Linked DNA regions of Mus musculus: regions 2, 3, 4, 5 and 6 are each linked to region 1. A link is a contact called in public HiChIP or PLAC-seq and Micro-C data. All regions are on one chromosome and are shown on one strand. Each heading gives the region's core, a stretch centred on a gene start, on an enhancer-like site or on the middle of the called end of the contact. The rest is flanking DNA. Distances are from core to core; before and after follow the strand shown. Region 1 holds the start of Cttnbp2nl (CTTNBP2 N-terminal like). Region 2 has its middle 5.0 kb from the start of Gm34548. Region 3 holds the start of Slc16a1 (solute carrier family 16 (monocarboxylic acid transporters), member 1). Region 4 holds the start of Kcnd3 (potassium voltage-gated channel, Shal-related family, member 3). Region 5 has its middle 36 kb from the start of Tafa3. Region 6 has its middle 14 kb from the start of Gm34490.

Evidence for each region. A called contact is a pair of places that touch in the nucleus more often than the background predicts. HiChIP or PLAC-seq counts read pairs in DNA pulled down with a chosen protein or histone mark.
Region 2: a FOXA1 HiChIP or PLAC-seq map of pancreatic cancer cells shows a contact between it and region 1. The contact joins the enhancer-like site here to the promoter of Cttnbp2nl in region 1. A contact is called at or near these places in 4 of 39 promoter capture datasets (embryonic stem cells and stem cell-derived epiblast-like cells), 4 of 115 datasets of contacts at active chromatin or transcription factors (embryonic stem cells, extraembryonic endoderm stem cells, microglia and 1 more) and 1 of 9 other capture datasets (liver).
Region 3: a contact with region 1 is called in a Micro-C map of embryonic stem cells, with 3 times the contacts expected there. The contact joins the promoter of Slc16a1 here to the promoter of Cttnbp2nl in region 1. A contact is called at or near these places in 3 of 39 promoter capture datasets (3T3-L1-derived adipocytes, embryonic stem cells and macrophages), 4 of 484 Hi-C or Micro-C datasets (embryonic stem cells and regulatory T cells) and 2 of 115 datasets of contacts at active chromatin or transcription factors (embryonic stem cells and pancreatic cancer cells).
Region 4: an H3K27ac HiChIP or PLAC-seq map of embryonic stem cells shows a contact between it and region 1, with 2.3 times the contacts expected there. The contact joins the promoter of Kcnd3 here to the promoter of Cttnbp2nl in region 1. A contact is called at or near these places in 3 of 39 promoter capture datasets (cranial neural crest, embryonic stem cells and neural stem cells), 2 of 484 Hi-C or Micro-C datasets (cerebellum and embryonic stem cells) and 4 of 115 datasets of contacts at active chromatin or transcription factors (embryonic forebrain, embryonic hindbrain, embryonic stem cells and 1 more).
Region 5: a contact with region 1 is called in a FOXA1 HiChIP or PLAC-seq map of pancreatic cancer cells. The contact joins the enhancer-like site here to the promoter of Cttnbp2nl in region 1. A contact is called at or near these places in 7 of 39 promoter capture datasets (cranial neural crest, embryonic stem cells, hippocampal neurons and 4 more), 1 of 15 datasets of contacts at CTCF or cohesin (embryonic stem cells), 8 of 484 Hi-C or Micro-C datasets (CD4 T cells, CD8 T cells, cerebral cortex and 3 more), 18 of 115 datasets of contacts at active chromatin or transcription factors (astrocytes, bone marrow-derived macrophages, craniofacial prominence and 7 more) and 3 of 9 other capture datasets (adipose tissue, macrophages and pancreatic islet).
Region 6: an HNF4G HiChIP or PLAC-seq map of pancreatic cancer cells shows a contact between it and region 1. The contact joins the enhancer-like site here to the promoter of Cttnbp2nl in region 1. A contact is called at or near these places in 4 of 39 promoter capture datasets (embryonic stem cells, hippocampal neurons and stem cell-derived epiblast-like cells), 1 of 484 Hi-C or Micro-C datasets (the G1E-ER4 cell line) and 3 of 115 datasets of contacts at active chromatin or transcription factors (embryonic stem cells, extraembryonic endoderm stem cells and pancreatic cancer cells).

What each region holds. Positions count from the first base shown.
Region 1 is chr3:105,051,057-105,054,748 of GRCm38.p6, reverse strand. Cttnbp2nl (CTTNBP2 N-terminal like) reads left to right here and starts at 1,796. Exons shown (of 6, transcript NM_001163332.1): 1 at 1,796-1,849.
Region 2 is chr3:104,673,799-104,677,510 of GRCm38.p6, reverse strand. No RefSeq gene overlaps it. Among named protein-coding and RNA genes, the nearest start is that of Gm34548, 5.0 kb to the left of the region's middle. Within about 2 kb of position 2,165, at least 184 of the 459 cell types and tissues checked have an H3K27ac peak or open chromatin away from gene starts, as enhancers often do. A contact at or near this core is called in extraembryonic endoderm stem cells, liver and pancreatic cancer cells, where this site is marked.
Region 3 is chr3:104,636,337-104,640,313 of GRCm38.p6, reverse strand. It overlaps Slc16a1 (solute carrier family 16 (monocarboxylic acid transporters), member 1), which reads right to left and starts at 1,650. Exons shown (of 5, transcript NM_009196.4): 1 at 1,486-1,650.
Region 4 is chr3:105,449,779-105,453,339 of GRCm38.p6, reverse strand. Kcnd3 (potassium voltage-gated channel, Shal-related family, member 3) reads right to left here and starts at 1,450. Exons shown (of 8, transcript NM_019931.2): 1 at 623-1,450. It overlaps Kcnd3os (potassium voltage-gated channel, Shal-related family, member 3, opposite strand), which reads left to right and starts at 385. Exons shown (of 4, transcript NR_040759.1): 1 at 385-787; 2 at 1,670-1,825; 3 at 1,912-2,211.
Region 5 is chr3:104,739,932-104,743,506 of GRCm38.p6, reverse strand. No RefSeq gene overlaps it. Among named protein-coding and RNA genes, the nearest start is that of Tafa3, 36 kb to the left of the region's middle. Within about 2 kb of position 1,411, at least 32 of the 459 cell types and tissues checked have an H3K27ac peak or open chromatin away from gene starts, as enhancers often do. A contact at or near this core is called in pancreatic cancer cells, where this site is marked.
Region 6 is chr3:104,538,888-104,543,039 of GRCm38.p6, reverse strand. No RefSeq gene overlaps it. Among named protein-coding and RNA genes, the nearest start is that of Gm34490, 14 kb to the left of the region's middle. RefSeq lists an enhancer at 369-2,506. Within about 2 kb of position 1,504, at least 124 of the 459 cell types and tissues checked have an H3K27ac peak or open chromatin away from gene starts, as enhancers often do. A contact at or near this core is called in extraembryonic endoderm stem cells, hippocampal neurons and pancreatic cancer cells, where this site is marked.

The DNA.
Region 1 (3,692 bases), core at 547-3,046:
TGTGCACACCCTATCCAACAAGGCTGTCTTTCTGAATACAGAGCATGCTGTCTTTGCGAAACTCTTAGTGCTCTAGGTCATTGTTCCACAAGCACGGGGGCTGTACTGTAGCATCTCTGCATGCTGTCTCCAAGCCTGCAATGGAGTTGCTGGCTTTACTCTGCTGCTATGCTAATCACCACCCTTCCCTCTCAACAGGCCCCCCCACCACCCCCACCCCCACCCCCCACCCCCCCCCACCCCCGGTGGAAACTGGTGGCTGGTTAGCAGACTGTGGCACAGATTTGGTGTTATTCTTGTCATTTTTCTTTTCCAGTTCTTAACTCTATAGCCTTCCTCCGGTTCTCTTGGTTTCTTTGACTTCGTCTTCTCATCTTAATTTCTTACAGTGCTATCCACATTGCAGGGTAAGACAGTCTTCCCACACAGCACTGACACAGATAGTATATGGATGAACGAAGCGCTGTGTGGACAAGAAATACTGTTTGACTTCCTCTAAACCGTGATTACTTGGGCTGGGTATCTCTTTACCCAGACTGTAAACTGTACCTGTCTCGAGGGCTGTTTGCCTAGGGCAGTGGTTCTCAACCTTCCTAGTGCTACTGTCCTTTAATACAGTTCCTCATGTTATAGTGACTCCCTCAAACATAATTACGCTGCTACTTCATAACTGTAATTTTGCTGTTCTAGATTGTAATGTAGATATTTTTATAATGGTTGTCTAGGGGGTCGTGACCCACAGGTTGAGAACCATGAGCAGAGGGCTTTTTGTGTGTGTGTGTGTGTGTGTGTGTGTGTCCCTAATAGTCTCTTGCTGAATATTGTGAAAATTAGGAATAATGTATTCCGCGTAATATGTTACTTGTGCACTCAAATACTTGAGTTCTTATATGTACGTGTTACAAGTTCTTTAAAGCAATGCGGCTATTTAAACAGTTCAGTCACTTGTGGTGCTGAAGTGCAGGCTATGTATGGTAGAGTGCAATCTCTTCCCTCCAGGTCTTGTTTCTATCACTAAGATCTGCATTCCTGTGCTCAAGAGGCCAGCCATTTCCCCTCATCCTACTGTTCCGTTTCGGCTTCGTTACAAATGCATGGTCCACGGTATGACGGGGCCCAAACATATAAAATAGCCCCCCACATACATGAATGGCAAGCACAGTGTGGGGAAACACCAGGTAAGTTTGCAGCTATTTGGCTTTGCCCTGAAAGGCAAGTCGGTAGGGGTTATGCTCTCTACCAGGTGCTTCCACCCCAGCGTCTCCCTTTGTGTACATAGTGTGATGTGGTAAAGAAGATGGTCTTGCGCCCTTGCTTTCCAGCACCACACCCAAGGGGGAGAGAGAGAGAGAGAGAGGGAGAGAGAGAGAGAGAGAGAGGGGGGGGGGGCAAAGAAGACACGTTACTAGGTTTTCAATACTAATTCGAAAACAAACGCTAAAACTCACTTCTTTTATTCACATTTTAGATAAACCCTCAATTAAGCCACCACAAGGTGTTCCCAGGGTCCTGAAAAGTTGCAGAACCCGGGCGGAGACCAGAGCGAGCACAGACTCCAGCGGACCAGAGGAGGGTACTTCCTCCCGGAAGTGACGCCAGCTCAATCCCAGCCTGGCTCTCCCAAACAAAAGGGATCTTGCGGCCCCAGGAGGAGCCGGGATGACTTTGGAGAAGCCCCGCCTTCAGGCGGCGAGGATTGGTTTCAGAGCCGCAAGGGTAAAGCTATGATTGGCGAGGGTATCTGCCTGTCACTGCCGCCGGCGGGTAAGGGGCGGGTCCTGGGAGGCTGGGGATGGGGAGCGGGCGGCGGAGGCGGCGGCGGGGAAGGATCCCGGAGCGCCGAGGCCAGGTACGGAGCGTGGGCTCGGGGCTCTGCGGTGCCGGGGGAGCCGGGTCTCCGAGAGAGCCTCCTGGCCCGGAGCGTGAGTGGCTTTCAGCAGAAGTCCCTGTCGGGGTAGGGATGGTCCCCCTAGGGGGCGGGGCCGCCGCCTCCAGATCCCGGGATTCCCCAAGGAGGCGTCGCGGCATCCTCCGGGGTCTTTACGATTGTTCATTGTCTCTCGCTAGCCTCCGCCCCTCAGCAGGGGTCTCCTCCTGACCTGTCTCACTCTAGGTCGCCTTTTGCCCAGCCCTAGCCTCAGAGTGGTACTGGTGGGTACCGTTTTCTAGGCTGCAGCCCCCACCCCTATATTGGATCCCTGCGAATTCAGACATCCTTTCCCACATCTGTCCCTGCTGGCAAGCGTGGGTCCAGAACTAGGGTTCTGTATAAGATTTAAACACACACACACAAACCAGCGTTTTCCTTATGAGGGATGGGCGAGGGGGAGAAAAAAAGACGAAACCCAGACAGACACCTCCAACAGCCAAAGCGGCCTTTCCCCCTCTTTTAGCTCTTCCCATCCCCCAGCCTGTGATTGCTCCTACAGCCTCCCCAGATCCTGTATTCTCTTTCTGAGTGTTGAAAGCTCCCCGGCTTAAATTATACATTATCTTCTTCCCATCGCCCTTTGTACCTTTCTTGCCCTTTCTGTTTCTTTTGGGAGAAACCAGCTTTTAGGGGCTTTTTAGGTTTGAGTTGCCTTTCGATTTTGCTTTCTACCCGGTTTCTTCTCTTGAGAACTTAGTAGGGAAGCATCCGCATATTTCATAGCAAGGTGGGTGTGTTAGCTTTCAGCAGAGCTGGCCTTGTGTGGGTAGGAATGCAGTGTGTATTGTTTGACAGTCACTGAATAATACCATATTTTCAAATGAAATGGTGCCGAGGAGTCAGTAAATGCCTTTGCAGAAGGAGTCCCCATCTCCCAATTTGGAGTGGGCTGGTCCGTTGCTCAGGGAAACTGCAGTTAACCTTGAAGGTGTATGGCAGGTTGAAACAAAAGACAGGAAGTATTTGAACAAAATTCAGGTTCAGTTGGCTAGGTTTATAATTAATCTGGTCCTGTGGCCTCTGAGTACTGTCTCACCCCTCTTTTATAGTGGGATTTTACCCTCAAAGGAAACGAATATACATGTAATGTGGTGGTGTCTAGCACACCATCATCATCAACCAAAATTTAAAGCATTAAAATAAAAGGTACTTTTCAGTTTCAGAGAGAAGGGCAGATAAAAGCCTTGGGAATTCAATTTTCACGTCTCTGTAGAGTCCCTGTAAAGATCTACTAAAGTCTTTGGCATTTTAGCAGTTGCAAAGTACAAATGATTTTGTCCTGACATTAATGTCATTGAATCTCCAGTCATCATCTGTGGCCAGCAGTACCACCTATTAATTTTTCCATATTTTTAGCATTTTAAGTTTTTATCTCAAGTTCATTTTCCTGTTGGTTATTTATAGCTGATAGAGGCGAGGTGCGGAGTTGCAATCAGAGAGGGTGATTGTAGTGGCTGTTGTCTGCAGCCTTCCTGAGTAGACTTCCTGAAGGTAATTAGTTTTGAGTAGTCAGGTTCCTAGGTTTCAGAGCCACTCTAGGGGGCTGCAGATCTGTTCCATGATTGTTTCCAGATATGTAGTGAGAGGAAGCACAAAGAAGAAACTGTATGCAGGGTCTCTCCCACAAACACAAAGTTTATTGCCATAGGAGGGAGAGATACATTATCCCAGAAATAGCAGCAGGGGTTTAAAAAAAAAAAAACCCTAGAAGTAAAACAGGAAAGCCCTAAAAGATGTGTCTCATTACCTGAGTAGAGAAGGG
Region 2 (3,712 bases), core at 916-3,415, 380 kb after region 1:
ATAGCCCTGGCTGTCCTGGAACTCACTCTGTAGACCAGGCTGGCCTCGAACTCATAGAGATCTGCTTGCCTCTGACTCCCTAGTGCTGGGATTAAAGGTGTGCATCACTTTATCTGGCTGATAATCTTATAACTGACGTCATCTCAGTTTACCAGTGCTAGCAGAGCAGCAATGCAGTGAGGGATATCCTGGGCTGGAATTAAAGGAATTTTTAAAAAAATTAAATTAAGCCAGTTGTTAGTGGTAGAAACCTTTGATCCCAGTACTCAGGAGGCAGAGGCAGGTGAATCCCTCTGAGTTTAAGACCAGCCTGGACTACAGAGTGAGTTCCAGGACAGCCAGGGATACACAGAGAAACCCTATCTCGAATCCCCCCCCTCAAATTAAGTAAATGATTAAAAATGAGGCTAACCATAGTGTCAGAGGGCCAGTTTGGTTTAAATAGTAGTGAGTTTCAGGACAGCCAAGGCCACAGAGAAATCCTGCCTCAAAAAATAAAGACAGAAACAAATTCGCAAAGAAAATAACAAAAGCCGGCCAGTGTGTCAGATACTTGTCATCCTAGCCTTTGCACGGAGGTTGGAGGACCAAGGGTCCCAGGCCAGTTGAACCGCATAAGGCTATGCCTTAAAATGGAGGAGAGTCGTTAACAAATCAATAAACTTAATCATAGGCCTTTTATTTGTGGTTCATGAGTCACAACAACACATCCTGGAGTTTGCCTTATAGAAAAGGGGTCTGAAGAAGTAGAAACAAAATGAAAAGCAGATTTGCTTGAGGCAGCAGGGTGGGGGGTGGATGGGTGGGGGGTGGGTGGGGGTGCTGTGGGGGGGGGGGTGTTCAATGCCAACAGCAGAAGAGTGACTAAGACTCTGATATGAGTTCAGTTCCCAGCATCAAATAATCAATCAGCCAATCAAAAGGTGGCACTCTTTAAATCCCAGAACTCTGGAGGTAAAGGTAGGTAGATCTCTGTTAGTTCCAAGCTGGCCAGGGCTGCTGCATCGTGAGACCATCTCAAAAACAAAAACAAAAACAAAAAAACAACAAAAACTCACATAGAAGCCGGGCGTGGTGGCGCATGCCTTTAATCCCAGCACTCGGGAGGCAGAGGCAGGCGGATTTCTGAGTTCAAGGCCAGCCTGGTATACAAAGTGAGTTCCAGGACAGCCAGGGCTATACAGAGAAACCCTTTCTCAAAAAACAAAAAGACAAAACAAACAAACCAACAAACAAAAAACAAAAAAACCTCACAAAGATAGGTTAACTGGGCTTGTACAGGTTAGCCCAAAGGGGATTTCCTATTCATAACAGCTAAACTGGCTTACTTGGAATTACAGCTATTTCTCTTTTTGCCATCATCATCATCGTCACTATCATCAGTGAAGGTTGGTAAACAACCTGGTTTTGGCTCCACTAAGCATGATTGACTTATCTTTGCCTTAGCTATGTGCCCAGTACCAATAGCCTCCCATAAATCTTAACGCTTGAAAGTCAGCTCGCATTCCCTCCGGTGGATAAATTGTCAAAGCCCAGTTGATGATGGGTGACTCTGGTTTTCTTGCGAACTTACTCTGGTTTTGTAATTTTGTTTTTGTTTTCCTTTCTTTCACTTCCTAGACGAAGCCCTTTCAGAGTGGGCAGGGAGACAGACACATGAGGAAATTCACTTCAGCAGGGCATCTGCTAAGCGTGGCAGGATTCCTGCTCCAGACTCTCAAAGCCTCCTATTAATGGAAAGAGCAGGTTAACCTGGTCTGACCGACAGGAAGCCACCGTACAGGAATAGGTGGAGTTCTGACATCCGGTGGGGACAGCTGGGGGGAGCGGATGGGGGAGGGGACACCTAGGTGTGCCAGGGGAGCCGAGGTAAAGCTAAGGTCCAGGGGGCCAGCGTGCTGGGTGGCTATGGGCCACACGAGGGCGCCGCACACTGCCACGTAAGGGCCTGAACTGTCTCTACGGAGCTATGTCGGAGAAAAGGCTTTGATGGGAAAGAGGGTGGGCGGAGACCATCCTGGGTGTCCAGCGACGGGCCCCTCTCTTGTTCCTTGAAGGTCGGCGTGAGGTCTCCCTGGACTTGGAACAGCCGCTGTTCAGGTCCTGAGGAATTAACGCCTCTGTAGATCAGGTCCAGCTGTGTGTAGGAGGGAGGATGTTTGCGGTCACTGGGGTGTGTTGTGTTAGGAATGACCGCAGTACTGGGGTGTGAGGGTGGGTGCGTGGATTTCTCCAGAGGTGTAGGTGGGAGGGAGTAGACAGTTTCTACTCCCAGGGGGCTGGCGCTAGTGTCTTCTAGGAGCAGCACTTAAGGCAAGATGTAGACCCCATTAGAATCAGACGATCTTCCCATCAGAGGAAGTCCCCCATTTGGAAACAGTCAGGATGAATGGTTGCTTTAGCTTGGCCAAGCTGCTGGGGTAAACGCCTCAAGCAGAAGCTGCATCAAAGCCTGGAGCCTGTCCAGCCATGCAGCTCAAGCACCCGGTGTCACCGAGATTTGTCCAGGGGGCACAGTGGAGATCTTGTGACCCAGGAAATAGCACTGGTCTTAGTTTAGATCAGGACATTTCCCCCTGAAAGCTGCGTGGGACAGTGGCTTGGAGCCCAGATTGGGGGGGGGGGGGAGGGATGGGAGGGGCAGCTGGAGGCTTCTGCCCACTCTCACCTTTGTCACCCAATAGCTACTTCACATGAGTCAGCTCTGCAGGCTGTACCCTGGCCTGAAGGCTCAGCCTGGGATTTGAAGGCATTAGAGTTGGTAGAAATTAACCCCCAGGATGTGAGCTTCGGGCTCGTAGGCTGAGGCTCTAGCAAGGGAAGAGGACATCCTGAGGACTGGGTGTAAGCAAGCAGAAACACGGGGAGCCTAGGCAATGCCCAGGAGGACTGCAATGGGCCAGGGAACACCAGGAAGGGTCAGTGTGAACCCAGGACTCTTGAGAACTCCAGTCGCTTCCTCTCTGCGGATCCAGACACCTCTACCATCCAGCCCCGCCCAGGCAGCTGCAATTCCTCAGCCAAATGACCCGAGACAAGAGTAAGAGGAAAACAGCTTTCTGAGCCTGCCTCTAGGGGAAAGAAGGACTATAAGAAGCAGGGATCCAGGACACAAGGTCACCGGGAAGCAGTCATGAATGTCAGGCGTGAAGGGGTGGAGATTTCAGGTCAGGGAGCTAAGGGTACACAGCTCAGTGACAGCATTTGCTTAAGAGGCCCTGGCGACAGGGTTCAGGCCTCACTACTGGAAAAAAGATTTTTCTTAGCTTATGCACAAATGGTCACGTGACATTGATAAGCAAGAGTGACTTAACCCAACACAACTCCAGTTTCACCAGCTGCAAAACTACCCTGAGGTGTTTGCAAATTTAGGAGTAAGGTAGGTAAAGGCATGCCCGTCAGGGCATGGTGATGATGGCTCACACCAGTAATCCCAGCACTTGAGAGGGTAAGGTAGAACCAATGTGGGTTTGAGACCAGCCTAACTACAGAGTTAGTTCCAGGTTTGCCTGGGCTAAGGGGAGACTGTAAACAAATAAAAAACAAAACAAAACAAAACAAAAATTTTATTGTCTTTCAACCCTAGGGGTGTCTGAGCCTTTCTCCTTCCTAACAAGTTGGCCTGGGCTCCAGACAGCAGACCTATAATTTGCCTGCACAAGTGTGATAAGAGGTCAATATTAATCTGGGTGTGGTGGTGCACACCCCAAGT
Region 3 (3,977 bases), core at 401-2,900, 410 kb after region 1:
TATGATACTTGGAAAGCAAAGTTGTAAAATTTAGTCATTTTTACTTTTTTTTTTTTTTTTTTGAGAAGGGTCTCACTATGTAAAGCCTATACCTCCTGCCTGTACACCTTGGATTTAATTTCCGAAAGGTTAAGGCGATGGACTGACCACTTCCTTCTCCTTTTTTCCTCTCTCTCTCTCTCTCTCTCTCTCTCTCTCTCTCTCTCACACACACACACACACACACACACATACACATCCCCGAAGACTTGGACTTAGAAGCACCATTTACCACTTAATTAAAATAAATGAATGATGAATAAATAAATTCAAGAGTCTCTTATTCAGCTGAGAAAAACAAGCAAAACACGAGAACAAAAACCCACCCTGCTTGATTTAATTCCCATCCACCCTTTCCCAAACTCTCGTACAATTACTAATCTCACACATCAGCATATACTCATTTAAAACCAAAGTAATTTTTTTTCAATGCCGACGATCAAACTTTGGAGCCTCAGGCATGGTAGGCCAGGCAGGTAGGTACTCATGCCACTGAGCAACACACCCCGAGCCTAAGCGGAATGACGCCTTAAGATTTCAAAATTAGTTATGGGTAAAAAAAAACAAAAGTAGTTTGTCACTGTGTAACTACTAGCAGTAGCCCGCCAGTTTATAATGAGCCACTGGAAAACGGGAAAAGACTGAAGTAGTAACACGTGCGTTTCCTGGTTGAGTGATCAGACGCTAGTTTTCGTAACTGCTGGTTGCACCAAAAACGCCATCATAAAGAAAAGCTAAAATGTACTCGGCAAAGGGATGTACTTGGCCCAGAAAGTGTGCTCTGACCAAATATAAGGACGTTTAAATCTGCTCCACAGGGATGCCTTGGGACCCCGTGCCCGCGGCAGACGCGCCGAAGCCACAGGTTGGACCATAAAGAGCCCCTTCCTCAAAGTTCACTCGAACCCCGTAGTCTTGTACCGGCGGTCCGCAATGCAGCTCCTCACATTCCTCACACCACTCTAGCAAGTCACCTGGTGGGACACCGATTGGCAGACCGGGGAGGCTGGGCGGGTATGCCACGAGTCCTAAGTAACTCCCGCCCCAGCAGAAGGCGGCAGGAGTGCACCACGTGAAGCGGCCTCAGGTCGTCCCTCTTCCCGACCTAAGCATCTCTCCAGGCGCCTAGAGTAGGCAGCGCTGGAAGCGTCTCCCCCAAGGTCACCGGGCACCATGACCCGACTCCCGCAGCCCGGCGGCCGCCACCTGACCACGGGCCCGCAGCTCGGCCGGGAGAGACGCTGTGCCCAGCGCCTCAAGGTCCCCTTCACCCACGCCACGTTCCGGGCCACGCGGCTCCGCGCGCCCAGGATGCCGCGTCGCTCGCCCCGACCCTTGCCCCAGGGAGGAAAGTCCCCGCGTGCCCGCGGGGCTCCGCGACCCCACCGGGGCACCAAGGGCACCGCGGATTCCGTGCCGCGCGCTGCCCGCTCAGCCCGGACTAACCGTTATGTGTGTCTCGCGGCGCCCGGAGTATGCGTGACGCGGCGGCGCGGGCCGCAGTTCCTCGGAGCCGGGGGGGTCCCGCTCGTGTCCCCTGCCCGCCGCCGGGCTCCTTGGCTGCTGCACCTACACGACCGACCAGTCACGTCGCAGCTCGCCACTTTGTCTGGCGGGGCAGGCGCGGCTGCCTTATAACCCGCGGGGGCCGGAGCATGCGCACAGGGGGTGGAGTCGGCCTTCCCGGCCGCCGCCCCCTCCCTGCCATACATACTCCCAGCTCGGCATCTCGCGCCTCCACACGCTGCGGGCTGCGCGTGCCCGCTCGCTCGCTCGGGCGCGCGCGCCGGCGCCCCCCTTCCCGCCACGTGACCCGGCGCCGCGGCCCGGAGACCCCGCACATCCTTATCAGCGCTCTGAGGGGGTAGCTTCTTTTGGCGCGTGCCGGGGACGCCATCGTGGGCCTCACCCCTCAGGCTCTGGAGGAGAAAAGGGGAAAAAAAAACTGCCCTGAGGGCGGACCCTGAGGTGCAGAGGGCGAAGGCGATGGACCGTCGGAGTCCGGGGACTGAACAGCATTTTGAATGGACGGACACTGGTAGACTCCGATGTGGGCCTGGAACCCGGGCTCGGGGACCCTGGGAAGTTGCTGGAACCCTCCGGGCCTGTTTCCTTGCGCTACATCAGCCACTATGGAGGCGTTAGGAAGTTTAATGTGCGATTTTACGCAAGTATCTCGTCACAGAGCCTGACCTGTGGCATTTGATGAACGCTTAGTTTAAGGACAAGCCGGTCAGGAGAAACTGGCCCCGGGGCAGAGAGTGTGTACGTTGGAAACGCTGATATGAGCATGCTCTTAGGCCAGAAGTTTATGAACACTGGATTTGGGGGACGGGTCGGGATTATGGCTAGTGGGATTAGGACAGTTGCATGCTAAGTAAGCACTGTACCAGAATTATCTTGTATGATCTTCACAACCGTATTAGGTGCCAAGAAGATCTTGTAACTAAGGAACCCCGGGCTTCACGAGGTTAACTGGCAGAAGTCACCAGGCTAGGAAGTCGCCAACATTTAAAGTCAAAGCCACAGAGCCTGGTGTCACAAGAGCCATTTTCGGTTCTTCACCAAGCCCAGATTCCAAAGTGTCTTGAAGTGGTAAACTAGTGAGTACTCTTGATGGCCAGGACCCTTGATATTTTTATTATTACGAGATGGGTATTTGGTTGGTTGTTTTTGATTTCTTGTTTTTTTTTTTTTTTTTTTTTTTTTTTTTTGAGATAGCCTCGTGTGTGTGTATAGCTCCACCTGGCCTGGAACTCATCATGTAGATCAGGCTGGCTTCGAACTAAGAGAGCAAACATGAAAAAAAAAAAAAAATCAACCCGCCTCTGTCTCCCTACCGCTAAGATTATTTGTTTAATTTTGTGTTTTGAGACATGGCCTTATTATGTATTCTCTTGGCTGGCCTGAAACTTGTAACGTTGATTAGACTGGCCTCAAACTCAAGAGATCCGCCTGGTTTTGCTTCAGTGCTGCTATTAAAGGCATGTGCTCCATCACACCCAGTGAGAATATTTTTTAAAGTCAGGCCTTCTGGCTTCCAAGGCTCTTACTGCATACCAAGATCCTGCCCTCCCCGCCATTTGCTCTTCGACCTCTCCCTACCTACACTGGTTTTCCTAATCCTCCGAAATAGGCCCTCTACTTAGTTTTGTGGATGAAGAACCAGAGATTGAAAAGAGGCCCTGTGTGCCCCAGCACTCAGGAGGCAGAGGCAGGCAGATTTCTGAGTTCGAGGCCAGCCTGGTCTGCAAAGTGAGTTCCAGGACAGCCAGGGCTATACAGAGAAACCCTGTCTCGAAAAACAAAACAAAAAACCAAAGAGGCCCTGTGTGCCTTCAGCTCCCCTCTGCCTCCTTTCAGTATGAAGAGTTCATACTAGGAACTCTTAGTAGGATCCAGTTTGAAATCCACCAAGTGCTGCTTATGAGCAATATTTTGTCTTTTACATCTGATAAATACATAGAAGGGAAAAGCTCTTCAGGTCTTTAGGGTGGTTGGAACTTAAAACAGTAGTGGTTTAGGGTTGTTAGGATAAGACATTCAGTGGTACAACATTTAGCTTGCAGGAGTCTGGCCCCTGTTTAGACCTTCAGCACCACAAAAAACGGAAGTGGGGGTACTCGAAGTGTTATTGTGGTAACTGTTCAGGGAGATGGTTTGAAAAGGTGAACTAGAGAGGTGGGAAGTTTCTGGATGGTTTTGTTTGTTGACCTCAAAACCTTACCTGTCTGTGTATGTGAAATGCTCATAAACTTGTGACACTCTCTCCCTCCCCACACTAAGATGGCAGGAATGAGCCTGATTTCAGGGTAGGCAGTACAGGATGGAGTGGGAAACTGATACATTCACAATAGAAATCTGGGAGCCAGGTCTCCAGAGTTCCATCTTTGATACTTGACAACTTATATTGTGCCCTTAGGCAAGTTAAGCCTCAT
Region 4 (3,561 bases), core at 201-2,700, 400 kb before region 1:
GGAATCTAGTTGATTTCCAGGTAACTTCTCTGCCCATCCCTAGTGTAAACACTCTGTTAAAACAAATTTGAACCCCCTTCCCTATGGTCTCTCGGGACACTTATGGGACCTTTCCCGGGAAAGAAAAGATGTGCCAGGCAGGACGAGCTGGACCAGCCTCATCCTCTAACAGGCAAACACAGGCTCGCCTGGCTGGAGAACTTTGCAAAGCGCCCCAAACGGCTCCCAGCTTCCACTCTCAGCCATTTCTCTTCTCAGCTCACAAAGAGCGGGGACGGAGCAAACCGTCGCCACCTGCAGCCAGGTCCCGGGGCGCTGCTCCTGGCGCCCGGCGAGGGAAGGCAGGCCAATGGCAAGAGGGCAGAGGTTCACACCCCCACCCCCAAACCTCTCGGCGCCCCAGTGCCCGGAGGTGGCTCTGCAGCCCAGGGAACCGACGCCCCCAGGCCGGCTGCTTGCTCCCCCACGGCCCGGCCCCACCCCCAATCCTTCCGGCGCCCCAGCGCCCACCCACCCGGGCGCGGGAGTGGGAGGGTGCCGCGTGGGCAGCGGGAGCAACAGGCGTGGGAGCAGCGCTCCTCGCACTTGCTGTCTCTGGGAGGCTCGGTCGTTTCCCTCTTACCTTCGCCGAAGCCAGCCCCAGGCCCCGCGCCCCGCGCGCGCGAGGAAGCTGAGGCCAGGGGCCGCCGAGGCGCAGAGCGCCCAGCAGCGCGGGGAAGCGCCCAGCAGCCGCCGCTCGGGCGGCTCCTCCTCGCCGGCGAAGTCTCGCTCGTCCCTCCTTCACTCGGTCGGTTCGTGCGTCGGTCCGTCCGTGGGGCCGTTCCTCCCCCGCTGCCGCCGCCGCCGCCGCCGCCACCGCCACCGCCGCTCCAGCCCGGGCTTGGCAGCGTGTCCCCTCCCCGCCTAGCCGCTCCGCTCTCGGGCTCGTGAGCTCCGGTTCGCTCGTTCCCTGCCCCCGCCGCCGCTGATGCCGGGCAGAGCGGAGCCGGGCCGGCCACGGGCTGCCTCTCCCGAGGAGGCGGTGGGGGCGCGGCGCGGGCGGGGCGGAGAGGAGAGTCCGGGGGAGGCGGCGAGGCTGCGCCCTCCGCTCCCCACCGATCCCCACGGGCCGAGCGGCCCCAGGCCGGGCCCGAGAGAGCAGAGCGGCCAGGCTGCGGAGGGAGCGAGGAGGAGGACCCGGGAGCCTAGCCGCCGGAGGGTGCCCAGGGCGAGGGCGTGCGAGGGGGAGTGACTCTGCGCGAGGGTGTGTGTGTGTGTGTGTGTGTGTGTGTGTGTGTGTGTAGGGCGCGCGCGTGAGTGGGGGGGCTGCAGCGGGGGGGGGGAGGCGGGGAGACTAGGCAGAGCCTGGTGCGTCTCCCCAGGAGAGTGGAGGAATCCTAGGGTGTGCCTGGAGGTGGTAGTGGAGTGTGCGGACGCGAGTGTGAGCGCGTGTGCCGGCGAGGGTGGGCATGGGGCGAGCGTGGCAAGGTGAGCTTGGCTTGGGGGTGGGGGAGGAGCCGGGCGTGCGGCGTGATCGTGAGTTCGGGGGCGTGTGTGGCTGGGGACTTAGGAAGAGGTGGTAGGGAGCGCTGGCGTGTATGCGCGTGGGGTGTGTACACTTAACTGGCTGTCTGTTTCCCATTCACTGTCCACGCGGTAGAGCAACTAACTCCTCTCCTTGGTCACCTAGTGAGGTGCAGCTGGTCGCCGCGCAAGCTTACAGGCTGACCCTGAACAGTCAGGTGTGTTTGCCAAAGCTGGGAAGATCCCACGGAAGACAAACTGCCTTTATCTCCGCGTAAGAGCCACTGTCGTTCAGGAGTGACCTCTGACACATGGCCAGAAGGTCAGGATTCGCTCCAATACCCCACCACGAATACCCAGAATTAAGACTGGGGATTTAGGAACTCTCATTTCTCTATCTTTCCAAAGCGGGCCCAGGCCCTGGATCCTTTCCAGAGCCCAGAGTTATCTATTGCTTAGTACTCGGACCCAGCGTGAGGAGTGGGACAACCACGGGAGCATAGGATCCAGCTGAGAGTCCCAGGACCATCGCGGCAGCAGAGTAGAGCCCAGTCCTGGCTGCTAAGCCAAACCGTGGCCGGCTTTCCCTGTGTCTCCGGCCTGGGTGCTGGGACTCCCGAGCCTGGAGATCGCGAAGCAAGCAGCTTCGTGCCTCTGCCCGGACCGGAACGCCTTGGCTTGAGAGATGGCAGCTCTGAGTATGGAAAGGTGTGTGCTGAAACACAAAAGCAGAGGAAAGAGAAATGTGCGGAGAGGGTGAAGGCGTGAGTCAAGAATAGGGTTTCTGGTTTGTGGCAAACCGATCCTGTTCCAGAAGTGCAAGTCGAGGAGTAGTTATTGAGGTCTCAGCTACTCTGGGCCTCCAGTACTTCTGAGCTTCTTTTTCATAGGCTCACTTACCCTAACCAAAGCTCCTTTAAGTTTGTCAGTATGAAAGGTGTACAATTGGCCCTTCAAGAGGTGGGTGTGGACCCCATTAACATTTGCCCAGAGTCCAAGAACCCCGTGAGATTTGCATACTCATTTGCATACAGTACTAATGATTAACAACACTGCCACTCCCTGGCCAACCCTGGAAGAATTCAGGGAAGGCCCTGGCGAGGATTCTCCCTCCCTCCTCTATTTGGGAGAGGTTTTTGTTGTTGTTGCTACTGCTAGTGGTGGTGGGGTTTTGTTTTGTTTTTTTGTTTTTTAAATCTCAGTTGAATTGACTCCTGAGAGAAGGTTCTCTGTCTCTGAGAAGCCTGGTCCCAGTAGTGACATTTTCCTTTGATCTAACACCTTCTGTCCAGTTTTGGAGCAGTGAAAATATAATATCTTATTTCTGTCGAAGTTTGAATTTCCTGTACGGCATTGCCATTGTTCAGCAACATAAAGGTACTTCCAGGATCGAGCCCCCCAAACTGTCAGGGAGGGAACACCACTAGACTCTTGGAGTGGTCTACTAATGTGACAGCTTGTGGTCTCTGGGACTTTGTAAGCCATTTGTGGAGACAGGACACTCACACCCTGCCCCACATCCTCCAATCCCGATCCTCAGATGCTCATACTTGGCAATCTAAGTGCAGTGCCTGTGAACTGCTCTCTCTCTCTCTTTCTCTCTCTCTCTCTCTCTCTCTCTCTCTTTTTTTTTTTTTTTTTGTCTCCAGTATCTCAAGAAAAGTAAGGGAGACTTGGATTTCTAGTTCAGGCCACTGTGGGTTTTGTTTACAGTTCTCCTTGAGGCTGGATGGTGAGGAGAAAGAAGGTACCTGGCTTAGGTTCAAGCCACTGGAGGAGACACTGTCCAGGAGATGCTGGGTACCCTCCATTTCCTCCTAGAATCTCCCTAGCCATGCCTGTTGACTCCTTCCCCCCTCTGCCTCTGGACCAGCCTGGCCGGGATTTTTCACTTGCTTTTCCCCCATGACGCGGCCGCTTTTCCTTTAACTCTCAGCTTCTATTTAAAAAGCTAATTTGGGAGCCTGTCGATGCTCCCAATTCAGACATTTTAAATAGGAACTGAAAGTCAGGAACTGCCAGGGCAGTAGGTTTCCTCCTCTTACCACTGACAGGGCT
Region 5 (3,575 bases), core at 162-2,661, 310 kb after region 1:
CCCACCCCTGGAAAAGAGGCTGCTAATCTCCCGTCATTCCACCCTCCTAGCAAAGCCTCCACCCCCCACCCCAACATCTGGCTCAGCCTGATGAAATGATGGATTACTGAGTCCCTTCAGCATGCCCAGTTAAAGCCACTGCCCACAGCTGTTTGAATTTCATCAGAACTGTTGGCAACCTTTCTGCCCAGCCCCCAAAGCCCACAGCTAGTAGGGAAATTTCAGTGAACAACCTTCAGATCAGCTGCAGTCTGTTTGTAGCTTCTTTTTAATCCAACAATCTTCTAATTTCCAAGCACAGATGAGTCAGATGAGAACCAGGAAGGGAGCTATACACCCAAGGTCCCCAGAGATGCATGCTCTCCTTCTGAGAAAAGCTGAATTTCCTGGAGGAGATATGTGTTAATTACCTTTTTCATTACTGTGATGAAATACATAACAAAATGACTTAAGGAAGAAAGAGTTGGTTTTTGGCTTACAGTTTGAGGGAGTAGCGCCGCAGCAGGAACGCAGCAAGAGCAGCTAGTCACACTGCATCCACCGTCAGGAAGGACACACAGAGAAAGATGAATGCTGGGGCTCCACACTCTTGCTACTTTGTATTCAGTCTGAAACATTCAGAGCAGGTGTTCCCTCCTCAGTTTCCTTTGTTAGAAACAGCCTCACTGCTCTTCCTAAGGTCCTGAGTTCAAATTCCAGCAACCACATGGTGGCTCAAACCATCTGCCCTCTTCTGGTGTGTCTGAAGACAGCTACAGTGCACTTAAATATAATCCCAAATAAATCTAAAAAAAACAAAAGAAGAGCCGGGTGTGGTGGTGCACGCCTTTAATCCCAGCACTCGGGAGGCAGAGGCAGGTGAATTTCTGAGTTTGAGGCCAGCCTGATCTACAAAATGAGTTCCAGGACAGCCAGGGCTATACAGAGAAACCCTGTATCGAAAAAACAAAAACAAAAACAAAAAAAAGAAGAAAGAAACAGCCTCATAGACATGGCCAGAGGTATGTTTCCATCGAGATTTATTTAATTTGTTCAAGTTGACAATGAAAACTGGCCATAACTGTCTTAGTTAGGGTTTTACTGCTGTGAACAGACACCATGACCAAGGCAATTCTTATAAGGACAACATTTCACTGGGGCTGACTTACAGGTTCAGAGCTTCAGCCCATGATCATCAAGGCAGGAGCATGGCAGCATCTAGGCAGGCATGGTACAGAAGGAGCTGAGAGCTCTACATCTTCATCTGAAGTCTATTAGCAGAATACTGACTTCCAGGTAGCTAGGATGATGACATTAAAGCCCACACCCAGAGTGACACACCTATTCCAAACAGTCTACATCTCCTAACAGTGCCACTCCCTGGGCAAGCATGTGCAAACTATCCTAGTTCCTAGTGACTCAGTGACGGGAGCTGACAGGGAAAATAAAAGCCCTTCCGCATTCAGGTCTGCAAACATCTAACTCAGCTCTGTTCTTCCAACCGGAGACCTTCAGAGGTCTCACTGATGCCCTCTATTCCTGCCCTGATGAACCTGGGTGTCCACATACTGTTGGCCTCTACAGAAAGACCATGGCTGGGGGCCTGTGAGATGGACATTGAAAGTGCTTGTTGCTCAAGCCTGATAACCTTACTTTGATTCTTGGGTTCCATGGTGATAGGAGGACCAGCTCCTGAAAGTTGCCCTCTGACCTCCAAATACATATCTAAAAAACAATCTATATCTATCTATCTATCTATCTATCTATCTATCTATCTATCTATCTACCTATCTTAAATTAGAAGGACTAGGACTGGGGAGATGGCTCAGTGGTTAAGAATACTGGTTGTGCTAGGAGTGGTGGACTTTAATCCCAGCATTTGGGAGGCAGAGGCAGGTCGATCTCTGAGGCCAGCCTGGTCTACAGAACAAGTTCCAGGTCAGCCAGGCTACACAGAGAAATTCTGTCTCAGAAAGAAAGAATGGAAGGAAGGAAGGAAGGAAGGAAGGAAGGAAGGGAGGGAGGAAGAAAGGAAGGAAGGAAGGAAGGAAGGAAGGAAGGAAGGAAGGAAGGAAGGAAGGAAGGAAGAGAAAAAGAAAATAGGGGGAGAAAAAAGGGAAAAAGAATTCTGGTTGCTCTTCCAGATGACCTGGGTTCAACTCTCTGTACACATGGTGACCCATAACTGTCGGTAACTCTAGCTCCTTGGAAATCCGTAGCTTTTCCAGGTACCAGGCATGTAAGTAGTGCACATACATGCTGTACTGGCTAGTTTTGTGTCAACTTGACACAGCTGGAGTTATCACAGAGAAAGGAGCTTCAGTTGAGGAAATGCCTCCATGAGATGCAATTGTAAGGCATTTTCTCAATTAGTGATCAAGGGGGAAAGGCCCCTTGTGGGTGGGACCATCTCAGGGCTGGTAGTCTTGGTTCTATAAGAAAGCAGGCTGAGCAAGCCAGGTGAGGCAAGCCAGTAAAGAACATCCCTCCATGGCCTCTGCATCAGCTCCTGCTCCCTGACCTGCTTGAGTTCCAGTCCTGACTTCCTTTGGTGATGAACAGCAGCATGGAAGTGTAAGCCGAATAAACCCTTTCCTCCCCAACTTGCTTCTTGGTCATGATGTTTGTGCAGGAATAGAAACCCTGACTAAGACAAATTGGTACCAGCAGAGTGGGGTATTCCTGTGACAACCTGACCATGTTTTGGGGAGGTCTGTGGAAGGACTTTGGAACTTTGGTCTTGAAGATCCATTTGTTGTTAAGAGCTCTGTGGGATGTTGTGTAGGAGCTTGGAAGATAATGTTGAGAACAGTGCAGAAGATGGAGGCCTGGCTTGTGAAATTTCAGAGGGAAAATTAAAGACTCTTTTCAGGGCCATTGCTGTTTTGATTGTGAAGATTCTGTAGTTCTGGTTAGCTGGGGCTGAAGAATCAGCTGTGATTAACAAGATACCAGAACTACTGAAGCAAAAGCTTTGCATTACTGGGACTATTGATGCTGGTTAGCTGGAGCTAAGAAATTAGCGGTGATTAAGAAGAGACCAGCATCATTGAGGTGACATCTTCTGGGAAGTGTTTTCTGAGAGCACAGTGGCTGTGTTCCAGATATAGCCAAAGTTGTACCTTGTGCTGTGGCTGGACTTGGTAATGTGTAAGAGTCACCCAGGTGGTACTGGTTTTGAAGGCATGAAGGAGTTGAGCAGAACAGCTGAGGCTTGGCACTGTGAGAGGCCATGGAAGGCCATTGGTGAAAGTCCAGCCTCATTTGCAATTGATGGCCCAGGACTGAAGGGGTCATGCAGTGTTTTGGAGATGCCAGTACCATGAGATGACCACCAAGAACAGCAGCAGCAGTGGAGTACAGGCATCTGGAGCCTAGAGGATGACGCGTGTGCTACAAAGGGCCTGGCTGGAGAAGTGACCCAAGCCCTTGGAGGAGCCCAGAAGATTGTGAGTTGGATCCCAGACATTGGACAGTTGGAGATTGACTTTTGCTTTTGATTGTGACTGTGCCCTGATATTTTCCCTCTTGAAGGAAGAAACTGTTTTAGTGGAGCCCACAGTTAAGAGACTTTTAATTGTAAAAAGACTTTGAAT
Region 6 (4,152 bases), core at 255-2,754, 510 kb after region 1:
TAAGAACAGCCAGTGCTCTTAACTACTGAGCCATCTCTTCAGCCTCATGAGAAAATGATTTTAATGTGCCCTCTCACTGTCTGCAAGGGACAAATATCAACCCTTAAACCTCATTTACAAGGGTTCTTCCCTGGTGACCCAACTGCCTCCCAATAGCCCCCCCCCCCCTTGGTCGGGTGGTAGAAGGTTTGCTTAGGTTCATGAGGTCTTGGATTTGATCCCCAGCACCAAAAAAAAAAAAAACAGCTAACCAACCAACCAAACAAACAACCAACCAAACAACCAAAAAAAAGGCTCACTCTCTTTGTCCTTCTCTCCTTCACACACACACACACACACACACACACACACACACACAGAGAGAGAGACACACCACCACCACTTTGAGAATATGTCTAGCTGAGGACTCCTTGCTGGCCTGGCATTCTAGTTCTGGGCTGGAGGCATTGGTGCTGGCCTGGCTTACCCTTTTTGGGAGGTACTCCCTCTTAACAGTATCACATGGGGGTTAATATGTAGGCCATAATACTTTTCTGTCTTTTATCTCTCAGCAGTAAACAGAAGGAATTCTCTTTAAGTGACTGAAAGGACTTTTGGTGTCTTGAGGACAAGGGCTCATTCCACACAGGACTCTGCCACCCTGGAGGTCCTGGATCTGGAGAGTGCTAAACAAGGACAGCTGGGCTCAGGAATAATTCTTTATTTTAATATGGAGGAGAAGCCATCTCTGCTCAGGGGTGAAGGAGAGGCCGACTCTGATTCTCCAGCCAGCGGATGAAAGAAGCAGTCAGTGGAGAAGCAGCCTATTATCTGGACTCAGCCCCCCTCCAAACAATGCTTTTGTTGACACATTCTCAGCTCCTTTCCAGGGAGGGAGTTGGCTGATCTATGAAGTCTTCTAGCTTGGAGTCAGAAGGATCTGGGGGGGGGGGGGGGTGTCATCTCACCAGAATGTTGCCCCTGACCCAAACTGCAGTCTACTCCTATCTCTGCATTGGAATTCATAAACGCCGCTCCAAACCCCACCTTGTGCTCCCTCGGAATACCTTGGAAAAGGCAAGAATGCAAACGCCTGGCCCCGTCCAGGCTGTTAAAACAGAATTCCAGGGTGAGGCCCAGGAAGCTGTGTTTTAACAAGTCCTGCAGGGGATAATTAGGTATGCTGAGGTTTGGGAGATGGGGTGGGGGATGGAGAGAGAGAGAGAAACTCTTGCAGCTGTTAATGCCGGTCACTTTCCTACGGTTTTCCCTCAGCAGGCCCTGGGGTTTGTTTTTTTCTCCACTGTGGACCCCGTTCATTTTCCGCTGCTGTGGACTGAGGGGGACGCAGCAAGGGAAGTGGGAGGGAGGGGAAAGGGGTCAGCCAAGACAGTAGCGCCTTCTGGAATGGAAAGGCAAAGGCTTCGTGACAATGTCCCTTTGTCACTTTATGTTGATGGAACTGCAAGTCATTAGCAAGCCCAGGGGTTCGACTCGGTCATTCTTCGGGGCCAGATCGCCCTCTGCTGCCCACCGGTAAATGACACTCTAGGACGCCAAGGAAAAGAGGAAGAGCAGTAGAGGGAGAGGAGAGGACAAGACCAAAAAGGTCACTAGGTCACCAATTCAGGATGTAACAAAATCATGGTAAAGTAGCGTTTGCTGGGAAGATTTAGCCAATGCAGTGGGTGTTTCCAGGGCACAGCCAGCAAACAGCAGAGTTCTGCCAAGAGCCCCACTATTCCCATGATTCCAAGCTCCACACTTGATTTGGTTCTGCAACCGCTTTCCCCTTTAGCTCACCCTTACCTCACCTTGGACAGTCAGGATGTTTAATAAAATAGGGAGACAGAAGAAGAAAAGTGATAAAAATTTTTGGTGTGCAGTCATTTATAGGCTTTAGTCAAGACTCAGCGTCCCCCTCCTGCCCCCAATCTTCCTTTCTCAGCCTCTCTTTGTTTTTTTTTTTTTTTTTTTTTCGTCCCGGGAAAGCACCAGGTCTTTCAGCCTTTCTTTTCCTGCCAGGGAACTCTTGCCCCACAGCTGTGGAGTCAGCTTTTCTTTCCAACTTTATTGCCCCACTTTATTGCTGTTGGGAATGAAGGTTCATGTAGGTCATTGGTTGAAAGAGCAAGGATTTCTTCCCAGCATAAAAGCTCAGGCTAGCAGTAGCTCCTGCCAGCCATGAGCAATGACCCATTTCCTCCAGTCTCTGACTGTACGGATCTCCAGAGTGCCTCAGCTCTCAGTACCCAAGTCCAGGTTTCCGTAGCAGATTCAGCTCCTGCCCAGGAGCCCCTTTCCTGGTCAGGTGTGGGAAATTATTTAAACGGTTGCAAAAGGTTTGGGGTGAAAGTGGGCCAGAAATGTGGGAGGTGGACGGGGGTGGGGGTGAAGGTTCAGGTAGGGAGGAGGCAAGAGTTCCAGCCAAATCCTACAGAACGTTCTGATGTCATGAAACACTTGAACTCTGCCCCTAACCGCCTGTAAATCGGATGAGTATGTGTGGTTGAAGCCAAGCCTTTCAACCCAAACATTTTAGATAAAACTCAGACCACATCTCTGCATCACTATTTTTTGTTTGTTTGTCTGTTTGTTTGTTTGTGTTTAGTTGTCTTTTTTGAGACAGTGTCTCACTATGTAGTCCTGGCTGACCTGGAATACTCTATGTAGACCAGAGTGGCCAGGAACTCATAGAGATTTGCCTGCTTCTGCCTCCTAAGTGCAGAGGTTAAATGCATGCAGCAGCATACTAGGTACATTTTTGCATGTTTAGATGTTTGGACTTGTATAGTTTTATATTTATGACCCCAAATATATGCCAGTAATCTATGTAAAAATCAAAGCATGCTGGACATTGTGGCAATCTCTGTGCTTGGGAGGCAGAGGATTTGAGACCTAAATTTGAGACCACCTTGGTCTACATAGTAGCAAGTTCCAGTTAGGGTTGCAGAATAAGACTCAGAGGGAGGGATCATCATCACCATCATCACCATCACCATCATCATCATCGATGAGTGTGCTGGCTGGCTTTATGTCAACTTGACACAACAGTCATCTGAGAGGAGGGAACCTCACTGAGAAATTGCCTCCATAAGATTGGTTGTAGGGCCAGGCATGGTGGCGCACACCTTTAATCCCAGCACTTGTGAGGCAGAGGCAGGCAGATTTCTGAGTTCGAGGCCAGCCTTGTCTACAGTGTGAGTTCCAGGACAGCCAAGGCTACACAGAGAAACCCTGTCTCGAAAGAACCAAAAAAAAAAAAAAAAAAAAAAAAAAAAAGATTTGTTGTAGGGCATTTTCTCAATTGGTGATTGACGGGGGAGGACCTGGCCCATTTTGAGTGGTTTCATTCCTGGGCTGGTGATCCTGGGTTTTATAAGAAAGCAGGCACACACCTTTCATCCCAGCACTTGGGAGGCAGGGGTAGGTAGATGTAAGGGTTCAAGGTTAGCCAGATCTATATAAGTTTCAGGACAGCCAGGGGTACACAGAGAAACTCTGTTTCACCCCCCCCCCCCCAAATAAATGAATGAATGAGTGGAAGGAAGGAAGGAAGGAAGGAAGGAAGGAAGGGAGGGAGGAAGGAAGGAAGGAAAGAAGGAGGGAAGGAAGAAAGGAGGAAAGGAAGGAGGGAAGGAAGGAAGGAAGGGAGGGAGGAAGGAAGGAAAAAAGGAAGGAAAAAAGGAAAAAAGGAGGAAAGGGAGGGAGGAAGGGAGGGAAGGAAGGAAGGAAGGAAGGAAGGGAGGGAGGGAGGAAGGAAGGGAGGGAGGGAGGAAGGAAGGGAGGAAGGAAGGAAAGAAAGAAGGAAAGAAGGGAGGGAGGGAGGGAGGAAGGAAGGGAGGAAGGAAGGAAGGGAGGAAGGAATCAAGCAAACAAGTTGGTTGAGCAAGCCAAAGGGAGCAAGCCAGTAAGCAGCACATCTTCAGGGCCTCTGCATCTGCTTCTGCCTCTAGGTTCTGTCCCTGCTTGAGTTCCTGTCCTGACTTCCTTTAGTGATGAACTATGATGTGGAAATGTAAGCCAAATAAACCCTTTCCTCCATAATTTGCTTTGGTCATGGTGGTTCATCACAACAAAATCGTAACCTTAGCCAAGACAATGAGACAAGCCCATGTGGTCCAGGCTGGCCTCAAAATCACTGTGCAGCCAAAACTGTCCTGAGAGCTGAAA